2 separate regions of the Drosophila melanogaster genome follow, and region 2 is linked to region 1. Evidence: chromatin contacts called from public Hi-C data. All regions are on one chromosome and are shown on one strand. The core of a region is the stretch at or near the end of the contact, and the rest is flanking DNA. Distances in the headings are between cores, read along the strand shown.

Region 1 (5,047 bases), core at 750-3,249:
AGTTCCTTTGTCATTAAATATGCTACATGCGCACCCAAACCCAGTCGGTTGTTGTTGTAATTATTTGTCCACAGGTATTATGGTTGGAATGGAATAGCTTTGCCCGGGTATCAGGTTATGCCAAAGGGAGACCGCAGCAGCTAAACATCCAGGCCACCTAATCCTCTAGCCAGGCAAAAAAAAAAAAAAAAAAAAACAAGAAAATCTCGCCCCATGCCCACCCCACTATCCGCTCTTATGACTCTATCTATTCCTCTATACGGCAGACATCCATGAGTCATAACATCAACAAGAATCTATCTTAACTACGACGCACAGACCAAACACACACACACACACGTGCGAATTATGAGCAATCATGTACGTACACTGGAAGAATTGTTACTAGAGAAACGCGTAGAAACCTCTCGGCAACAAAACGGTCATACAAACTTAAGGCAGCTGGCAAGGTCACACTATGCTTTTTACTTAAACTGGGCGATCAGTTAATGTTAATATATGTTATTTATTTATCCATTATAGTATTCATCTTTTTTTTGCACTGTATCATGTGTGGCGTGCAAGATCAATAACCGTAAGAGGCTAAACCAAAAACTTATTCCCAGCTGGGCCAAAGGCTAAAGCAAACCATTTCCATAATCTGACAATTTGTAATTCATAGTAAATATGAAAATTTGATGCGAATTTGCTGCGATTTCTTCCAATCTCTATCTCACACTAACATCCCCACATGTGGCCACTTTCTAAGGGGGCCGGCAATAGCCAGGGGCATAAATCAGATTTATATTTTTTTTCCATTCACGTTGCACACTTTGCGGCTGCAGATGCCGGCACAGTGGAGCCAAAGGCCAATAAGTGAATCTGAAATTATTGAGACTAGCTGGATACTAACTTGAATATAATACTTTCAAACATAAGAATCGTGTTTTAGAATTAAAATTCAAGATTTGGTTATATATTACGTTTCCCCGAATTGTCTGATTTTAGCGAATGAAATTTATGTTGCATGCCAATGTGCGAGGAAGGCATCTGTATGATTCGATTCTTCGAGTCCTTCTTGCATCTGAGCCTTCTTCTTCTGGCTTTCTCTGTCCCCTTTTCCTTCCACCCCTCCACCTACTCCCCCTTGGTGCCGCTTTCCTTTTGGCTTATTGAAATGCCGTCGATGTCGCTGTTGTCGCCCGCCGGTGCAACGGAAATGTAACCGCAAAAATTCAAAGCGGCAGACGCAATTTGTTGCGCACATGTGACGACGCAGTTGTCTCTGCGCGAGTGTGGGGATATGGTTGTAAGTATCTCTGTGTGTGTGTGCGTAACCGGTGTAACGGTAAATATAAAGCCACCGGCGACGATGACGCATTATGCCCCATGGTGGCAACCCTGTGGGGACAGTGACAGCTGCACTGAGGCAAAACGCCACCTGATTTGCTTTTCCGGTTTCCGGTTCGCATTTTTCCAAAATATATCTTCGCTCAAGCACACAATAAATACTAATTTAAAAGAATGAAACTTTCATTTTTTAGTACTCAAGTAGTAGTAGTAGTCAATTCAACTAAATAACAATCGAATATTTATATTTTTAATCAAATCATCAAACAAGGAAATGAACTATTTTGCTGTTAGTTTTTGCGCTTTTCTTACCATTAGAAAGCGATAGTTATATATGTATAGTGTACTCTTTCAGACCGTCTTTCATTTTTCTATGTCCCACTCTCTTTTTTCTTGCCCTTTCACCACCCTATTTCACTGTTGCCACCCCCTTTCTGCATATTTTATGAAACATAACACCGTCCGGTAAAATTGAATGGGAGGCGGAAATGTATCAAACTAGATTTTGTGACACGTTTACAAGTGTAAAAGGAAGCAGACCGGTAGGAGAAAATGGGCGAAAGCAAAGCAGAAGAATGAGTGAAAAAAGCGATAAGGTGGGAGAAGTGATGCAGAGAATGCAAATTAGTATAATTCGCAATTTGAACACGATGGCGCCAGTGGTCACTCACCGATCGACCGCAGCGCCATCTGTTGTCCAAATGCTGTGCTTCCTCTCGTTACTGAAACATACAATATTTCCTATCTGTTATTTGGCTATCCTACGTGACAAATCAACGAAAATTGCATGCAGGAGTATGAGTTTCGGGGGTATTTAAGGGGTCTGGGTGGTGACCGCAACACGGCTGAACAAAACGGAAAAAAAAAACCATACAGCTAGTCGCACTTTACATAACTAATAGCGCGAAATGGGCAGCAATCGAAATTCCCGACTCATAGACACCCCTGTTGAGTGAAAATCAGTTTAGTTGCTGTTTACGCTCTAAGTTTCATTAGCAGACCAAATAATTTGCACATATTTGAAATTATGAAGTAGAACTAGTAACAAGTAAATAGGACTAAAGCGATAAATTTCTCACTTCTAGAATTACGCACTACTGGGTATGCGTAAAGTCGTACCACGACAACTGTGAACAAAGGTCACATACACATTGGCAGACGTGGACATGGCATAAATAAGCAATTTGGGCAAACTGTTGCCAGCTTTTAGGCGTTGTCAGAATCCCCCGGACTCATTACTGTCAATGGTCAACGGAAATGGCGAATGGCAAATGGGAAACGGGAAAATTATGAGGGTATGGCCCGGCTTAATGGACAATCTATATTTCTATAAACCGCTTTGGTCACACCCTTTCCTATTTCGTTTTCTCTTACTTGCCAAGTTGTTTACCGTCTCACAACTTGACACATGACAAGGACAAGTGGCCAAGGAGCTGAGTTGGTAAAGCAAAACAATGCTAAACAAGTTTTCGCAACAACTCACGTTTCATGGCAATGGTTGCATAAGTGACCAAAAAAAATATACACACCCACCAGAAACAACTTCACCTTATCGAAAACAGCAAAAACTTTTTTCATTTTGCCGTGAAAATTTGTAAACATCAGCAAATAAACGAAACTTACATGCTGAGTGGTTTCTCGTTCCTTTTTTTTTTTTGGATTTCGCTTGGCCCACGAAAAAGGGGTGAATATTTAATAGAGCCAGTGCCAGGTAAACCTCTCCAACTTTCTCGGCTCTATTTTTTTCATTTGCCAAATGACAAATTGCGCTGGCCAGTGGCATTTGGTGGAGGGGTAGGTATGTACAAAAAGGTGTTTGACTTAACACTTGTTGTTACACATGTTACACCCCCAATCCACTTCACATCCGCCAATTGTTGTTGCTATTCCACACCCCCGAAAAACACACATACATAGGTAGGTAGGTATGCATGTATATGAAGTAAGTTTTTCGAGAGACCTTTCAACGCAATTTCCACGAGTTACACTTGGGAGGCATTAGCCAAAAGATTTCCACTTTCGGAATCATTGGGGATTGCAGGGTGCGTAATTGAAATTGAAAATGTAATGTTCCCCGCCAAATATACACAAAATATATAAATGTAATATCATCAACTTGAATACCTGATGAGATCATCTATCTGAACGGAGTTCGTTACACCTGTGAAGGTGTAACTAGCTTATCTAACAAATAGGGTTCATTCTTACGAAAGGTATTTATTTTAAGCTCTTCAAAGATACGTACTTTTGTGTTCGATTTACAATATAACACAAATAAACATAAATAAAATCATCTTGCTTATAAAATCCACATAAACTATTCATTCAACACCAATTATTCCATATTAAATATGCAATAAGAAAATGCCATTACTCAGCTATCGAATGGCAAGGCAACTACCTAATATTTAATGAAGTAATTGTTCGAACTATTGAGCTATTTAGTCATCAGTCTAGAAAACACTTTGATGATTCACTCCATTCGCTGTGTAATAAAATTAAGGCGTGCTCTGTTTGGGCAAAAAGTCACTTTAATTAATTAACATAAAGTCATTTAATGTCGGATTTAGGGTAATTTCACTTTTGAAACTAATGAATCATTAAATCAACAAAGAGCGGGTATTTTATGGTTTTACTGTGATCTTTTACTTAAAAGCCGACTTGTGATATTTGAATAGTTTTTATTTGATTAGATATGTTAAAAATTATACGTTTTGTCACAATTATTATTTTTAAAATATGCCATTTTAAGTAGGAATAATTTTCCATACAAAAGCTACTACTTTCGCTAGCACATTTTCTTTGCGTATTGATTGACTTCTGCTTTCTTTTTTAACACCTTTCAGGCCTTTTTTGGAGGGATCCCCAGCCGAAAAACGAACAAAGGATGAGATGAAGCATTTTAAAATTCCGTAAGCGTTTCCCCCCCACAACTTCAAGCCATATTTTTCTTTGCTTTGCGAATTTTCTTTTGTCATCCGGTTTATTTATATAAACACTCAGCGCGTGGACGTGTGTGAGAGCTTGTCAATTTTCATTTGGTTTATCGCAACTGGAACGCAACTTTTCCACTCCAATGCTGTCATGTGGCAAATGCCACTAATGAACTCAAATGAATGGCAGACACTTACAACGCAGTTTACAACACTAACTTCCGTGTGGAGTAGGGACAAACACACAGAAAAAGGTAGAAAAGTAAAAGGTGACTGGGTGGTTGGGTCTCTGAAGGAAGCAAGGAGGGCACAACACCTTAAGATTGAGAACCGATAAGCTGGTTACTTAAGACCCATGACAAATGTCAACACAACACGCTCCGCTTGCATTTATCAACACTGACTGCTGAGATTTGCAACAGCTGCAATCGACAAGTGCGGAAAAGCGGGTGGAAAATCTTTGTGTGAGGTGCTAAGGGGAAGGTAAGGCCATTTGAAACTCCGAGAGTTTTGCATTTTCAAGCCGGAGGCGAGGACAGCAGCTAGACTTCCAGGACAACGACAGCCATTAATCATTAGCGCCAAAGTGCGACGTCTGTCTATGCGAAGGCAGTTATACACACACAAAAAAAACCATTTATAACGCAGTTATGTAAAATAGCACATAGGACGCGAAGCTTTAAAAAGCAATCAATTTTTGATAACTAAAGTATTTTTTTAAATAACAACCATATAAAATGTGCATAATGGAATATAGTGGATAATCGAACATATTTTGTTTGTGT
Region 2 (5,047 bases), core at 1,812-4,311, 540 kb after region 1:
AGCGGGGACGGCGGATGCGCCAGCGGGAGCAGCGGCAGCGGGCGGCGCTACTAATTGGATGGATGTGTTCCCGTATGACTGGTCCTAAGACTTATGGCTAACACACATAGAAATTCGCCATTAACTATATAAGAAAACTACAAATTGTGAAAAATTTTTTCTCAGCCATAACCTTTTGGAAATTGTAATGATAATTCGGAAGAAAATTTTGAAAATATTTGGATAAATTATATAGAATTGCAGTGGCGAATTTCTTTAATTTGAGCGTACTTTCATTATGATTGTGGCGAATAATTCTGAGCAGTGATTGCGAAAATACCGATTTTATTTACAAATAAACTCAGTTAAGTTCAAGGCAGTTCGCTAGATTAGCTATTGCAAAAAAAAAAAACATAATGCTTTAATTCAATTGTATATGGGTTATTCATACATTATAAAATGTCGCTTAAAGGTGGCTTGATCAATCATTTTTACAAATGCCCCAAATTTCAAGAATTTTAAGATGAAGGGGGTAAATTTCTATAAAAAAGTTCCTTACATTTGATAAACATATTTTCTAGTTAGTAATTCATAGAGAATATTTCTAAACTCAATGTTCATATCTATATACTTAGATAGGCTATTGGTTTTTTGGGGTATGATTGAAGCTTTTAAGTATACTTTTCAACACTGTGCGAATATGACTGGCTTGTGTGTGTGTGTGTGCATATGTGTGTTTTTTGTGTATGTGAGTGGTTTTGAGTGAGTGTGTGAGTGGTTTTGAGAGTGTGTGTGTGTGTGTGCGTCTAACCAACCCATCGCTCGAAAGACGCCCGAACTATCCAAATCGAAACTGACATTGTTAACTCTTACATTCACCCCGGAATGACAAGAGCCCCCAATTTTTTGGGGGATGCATATAGAGAGAGAGCGGAGGGAGACGGCGGCCCAAAACCCACCCCCTCCCGCCCCCCCTCTACAAGAGATAATGTTAAAAGCATAAGCATTTTCTACAAGTATTACCCAACATACATACATACATAAATGTGTACGTCGTGCAAAATTGTCCTAGGAAGGTATGTGTAGAACTAGTCTGTTAAGGAACCACTGTGGCATTCGATTTTTGATACCCACACAGTCGAGGATAAACAGAAAAAGAAAAAGGATTACAAAAAAAAAAAGTGCAGCAAGGAAAAACATTCGCAAAAAAAAGGGAAAAAACAAGAAAAGGAAATAAAAACAAACGCTTACTGATGTAAAACAAAGACTTAAAACTAAAACAAAAAAAACAAACATGAAACCAAATGAATAAAATATAAAACAAATTTTTTTAATCAATGTTATTGGACAAATGTAAGCTGAACAAAAAGATCCTCTCTAGCCCCGACCCATTCCCATTTCCATTCCCATTGTAAGACATTTTCCAGTTCCCTCGATATAGAACGAGTTACCCCAGAAGAACTCAATTTACGACCTAAGAAATTACTATATGATGTACTTAAATGTTCAAAAGAATTGCAAGCATAATCTTAACTGTTTGAACGCTTTTTTTTTGGGTTTTTTGTATTGTCTGTTAATTTGTTACTACCAAAAGACAAGGAAGCATATTATAGATAAGTATCAACATTTCCAGTCAAGTTGGCTGCACACCTGTACATTTAATACTGGTTAATATAGTTATGCTAAACCGTAAAATCAACACAACACTTGCAGAACTGCAAGTGAAGCGAGAGTCCAGAGAACCAGAAAACCGATTCATAAGTGCAATATCTAAGTGTATGTTTGTATAACCAATAAATTAACTTGATCTAAGAGAACGAGCAGGTGTAAATCCCCAAAAACAGTCACTGCTTTTATGAATAAAAAAAATCCCGGAAGATCAGCCCTAAAGATAAATTCAACTAAAGGCCAAAACCACCATTAAAAAATAAAATTGAATGATTGAAAAAAACCTAATATTACCAACTAAATAATTTGTCAGCATAGAGCTCATTGAAGAAAAACGACAAGAACCCTGCAGATCATAGAGTCATCAAGAGTAGTGAACAGATAAGCCCATAGAAAATCGTTTTCCACATTCCCTTTGGAAATCAGTTGACCCAACTTTTGACCAGTACCATTTCTCGGATAGATTTACTTTTCTAACACCACCATTCACTTATGAAATATTTTCCTACTGGAATTCTTCAGTTGCTAAAATGACCTAGTTTCGGTCAATAAACTAAAGATGGCAAATTCTGATGCAACATGAAAACTAAATGTAAACGGCAGCATTTCCAAAAGGGTTTCACTTAAATGTTCAAAGACGCATATATCAAAATTCAATGTCTAACTGTACAACCAAGTTTATCAAGTGTCTGGCAGGTCATACATATGTAAGCATATAATTAAGCAATTACAGTATATATATAAAAAAAAAAAAGAAAAACAAGGCCAGAAGAAAAAGAACCCTAACAAGAAAGGCAAACGGAAATCAATAACTAAACGCTTTCAGTGTGCAATAACCGAATAACTAACATTAACGTCTAATAACCAGATAAACGAACAGATAAACTGTAAGCCAAAAGCTAAAACTGGAAAATAATGAATTTGGAAAACTGTAGCAGGCAAACGTTTTTGGGGCCTGTTTCTTATTTTTTTTTTTTTTTTTTTGTGGAAAACTTGGATTGCAACAGAAACGAGCAGTTATAATGAAAAAAAAAGAAAAAAATAGGTAAAAACAAAAACAACACTCTTCGAAGCATTTTGAGACAGAGAAGGCCGAGTGCCATTCAATTCAAAAGTTAGTTATACAAATGTTGTACGTTTTTTTGTTGACTAATCTTTGAAAACATTGAAAAGAGAAAAAAATAGCAACAGATTTAAATGGACATAAAGCATAGCTGTATTTTTACCGTCGCTCTATCGACTCAAATATACTGTTTGAACTGAATGTACTCATCTGATTAATATGAATGTATTTACCGCAGATATCCGATATACCGAAAATAAACAATAAGCGCTGTTTCTATATGTTCGCCCCGATCGCCACCGCCCACCGCCCATCGCCCCTCTGCCTAAATTAACCCACCCAACCACCGGATGGCAGAGTGGTGGTGCGCAGGGTGGTGCGAAACGGGCTCACTTTTTTGATAGCAGATTGAATCAGGCAGGCAATCGAAAAACAAAATTTAAAAAAAAATGAAAAAAACACCCGTGACTCCTTTTGAGCTGACGATCTACATCTACAATATACGCAAATGAAAACCACATAAGACATTTGTTTAATCGAAAAAGAAAAAAACGCATTTGAATGCGGAGTAAAGCTAAATAAATGTTGTAATTGCCACAGCCAAGCATAACAGGAGAAAATTCAATAAAAATTATAAAAGTATTACAACAGCGTTTTTATATACATAAATTAAGCATTGTTTAAAAAACATTCGTTTTGCATCTGAATGAAACATCGAATTTCTTTTGCGTTTTATAAGTTTATTGTTTTGTTTTTTCTTTTTTTTTTTATTTTCTTTATATTAATAGGAGGGTGGAAACTAGAAACTAAGTGTATGGAAAGCTATTTGGCTTGTACTTCTGAAGCTATTCAAAATACTTTTGATTTAATCATTAAATCAATTCCAAATACGTTGTCTTTCTGAACTGTTTATATCTCCATTTACTTCCATACTTCCCTTTCGCCATATAAAAGTTCTGAAAAAAAGGAATCCGTTCCACCCATTTGAAATAAAAAAACAAAACGAGACTTGAATTTGAATTGTCGCTTGTTGCCGCTTACATAATAAATTAAACAATTATAATAATCAGTACAATAATTCCATTGTTAATGTGGTTGTTTCTTGTCGGTTTCCCTTCCACTCAGCATACAAGTTGATGTTTAATGAAACATATAAACTAAAACAAATTGCAAACAGCAAATGCAACGACATTTTGCACTTCGCTTCCTCTCTATATACAAAGCTACAAATCATTTAAATTTCTCATTCTTTCTCTTGGATTTTCCCCTTTTTTTTCGATTTAGCTATTTTGTTTCATTTTCTTTTTAGAGCTACGATTAAATAAGTTACGTTGTGTAAAGTGTAAACTTTTGATTACAGAGTTACCATTGAAGGAGATACAGATACAGAGATATATAGAACAGTATAGACTTGGTTACAGGGGGGGGCGCGGTTGTTGGGCGAACAGAATTGCTTTCAACTATTGCACTATTATCGGATGTGTCTATATAGGTCCCTTAAGATATATGTCTATGTACAATTGGAGCTGCGCAACGAAACGAAGTGTCTAGCAGATGCGGATACAGATGAATCGCTGAGGCTCAAGCACTTAAACGTATAAGACTTTTGAACACTTTCGTTTGTCATCAATCACATGTCCACGGATATCCAGCTCTGGTCGTCGATGTACCCGATGCCCCACCGGACGATCCACCTGGCCATTCGTCCTTATCCGTATACAAGCTGGAATACGATCCGCTGGCCGAACACGTCCGACGATCGCCGATTCGCCGTTCGGCTCCGGACAACCTGGTGCCCAGGCCACCTGCATACGCCGGCATCGACAGCGAGTCGCCGACTGCTGACGAGACGGGCAGGGAAATGGGCTCCAATAGTCCCACCTCCTCGTCCTGATTGTCGTCGTGAACAGCAGCGTCGGCGGCATCGTCGTCGAAGCCATACCAGCATCACATGACCATGATTTGCAGCGCTACTCATTGATCTATCGTACGGTAGATGCGTCTCTGGGGCTCGGGTGTATAGTGGATGCGAGTGCGGAAATGCTGCGGTGATCCCGGCACGCTTTCAGAGCCTCGACGCGGTGGCGGCAGCGGCGGCGAAGCCGAAACGTATCTGAAAGTGAGTGAAAGAGGCGAGGATTAGCATGACTTAGAGCAGGATGGCTTCATTACGCAGCACTTACCTTCGGTGCAGCAGCGGAGAGCCGGGCGGCTGGCCACTCAGCTCCAGCAGATTCTTGCGCAGCAATAGCGGTGACTGTCCGCGATTGTAGCGTGGCGGCGGATCTGGACTTCGATGCCTGCGATCCAATCCCGCCAAGATATGCGGACTGGGCG

The links. Hi-C and Micro-C count contacts between places; a contact is called where the count stands out from the background.
Region 2: a contact with region 1 is called in a Hi-C map of the Kc167 cell line, with 2.6 times the contacts expected there. The contact joins two enhancer-like sites. A contact is called at or near these places in 2 of 107 Hi-C or Micro-C datasets (the Kc167 cell line and wing imaginal disc).

What each region holds. Positions count from the first base shown.
Region 1 is chrX:12,538,967-12,544,013 of dm6, forward strand. The region is part of intron 4 of hwt (heavyweight); the gene reads right to left. Among named protein-coding and RNA genes, the nearest start is that of Cpr11B, 12 kb to the right of the region's middle. Within about 2 kb of position 2,000, at least 13 of the 39 cell types and tissues checked have an H3K27ac peak or open chromatin away from gene starts, as enhancers often do. A contact at or near this core is called in the Kc167 cell line, where this site is marked.
Region 2 is chrX:13,075,745-13,080,791 of dm6, forward strand. rsh (radish) reads left to right here. Exons shown (of 19, transcript NM_001298250.1): 19 at 1-3,326. The coding sequence ends at 54. It overlaps hep (hemipterous), which reads right to left. Exons shown (of 10, transcript NM_001298253.1): 9 at 4,894-5,047; 10 at 3,461-4,823. The coding sequence ends at 4,685. Among named protein-coding and RNA genes, the nearest start is that of hep, 12 kb to the right of the region's middle. Within about 2 kb of position 3,062, at least 3 of the 39 cell types and tissues checked have an H3K27ac peak or open chromatin away from gene starts, as enhancers often do. A contact at or near this core is called in the Kc167 cell line, where this site is marked.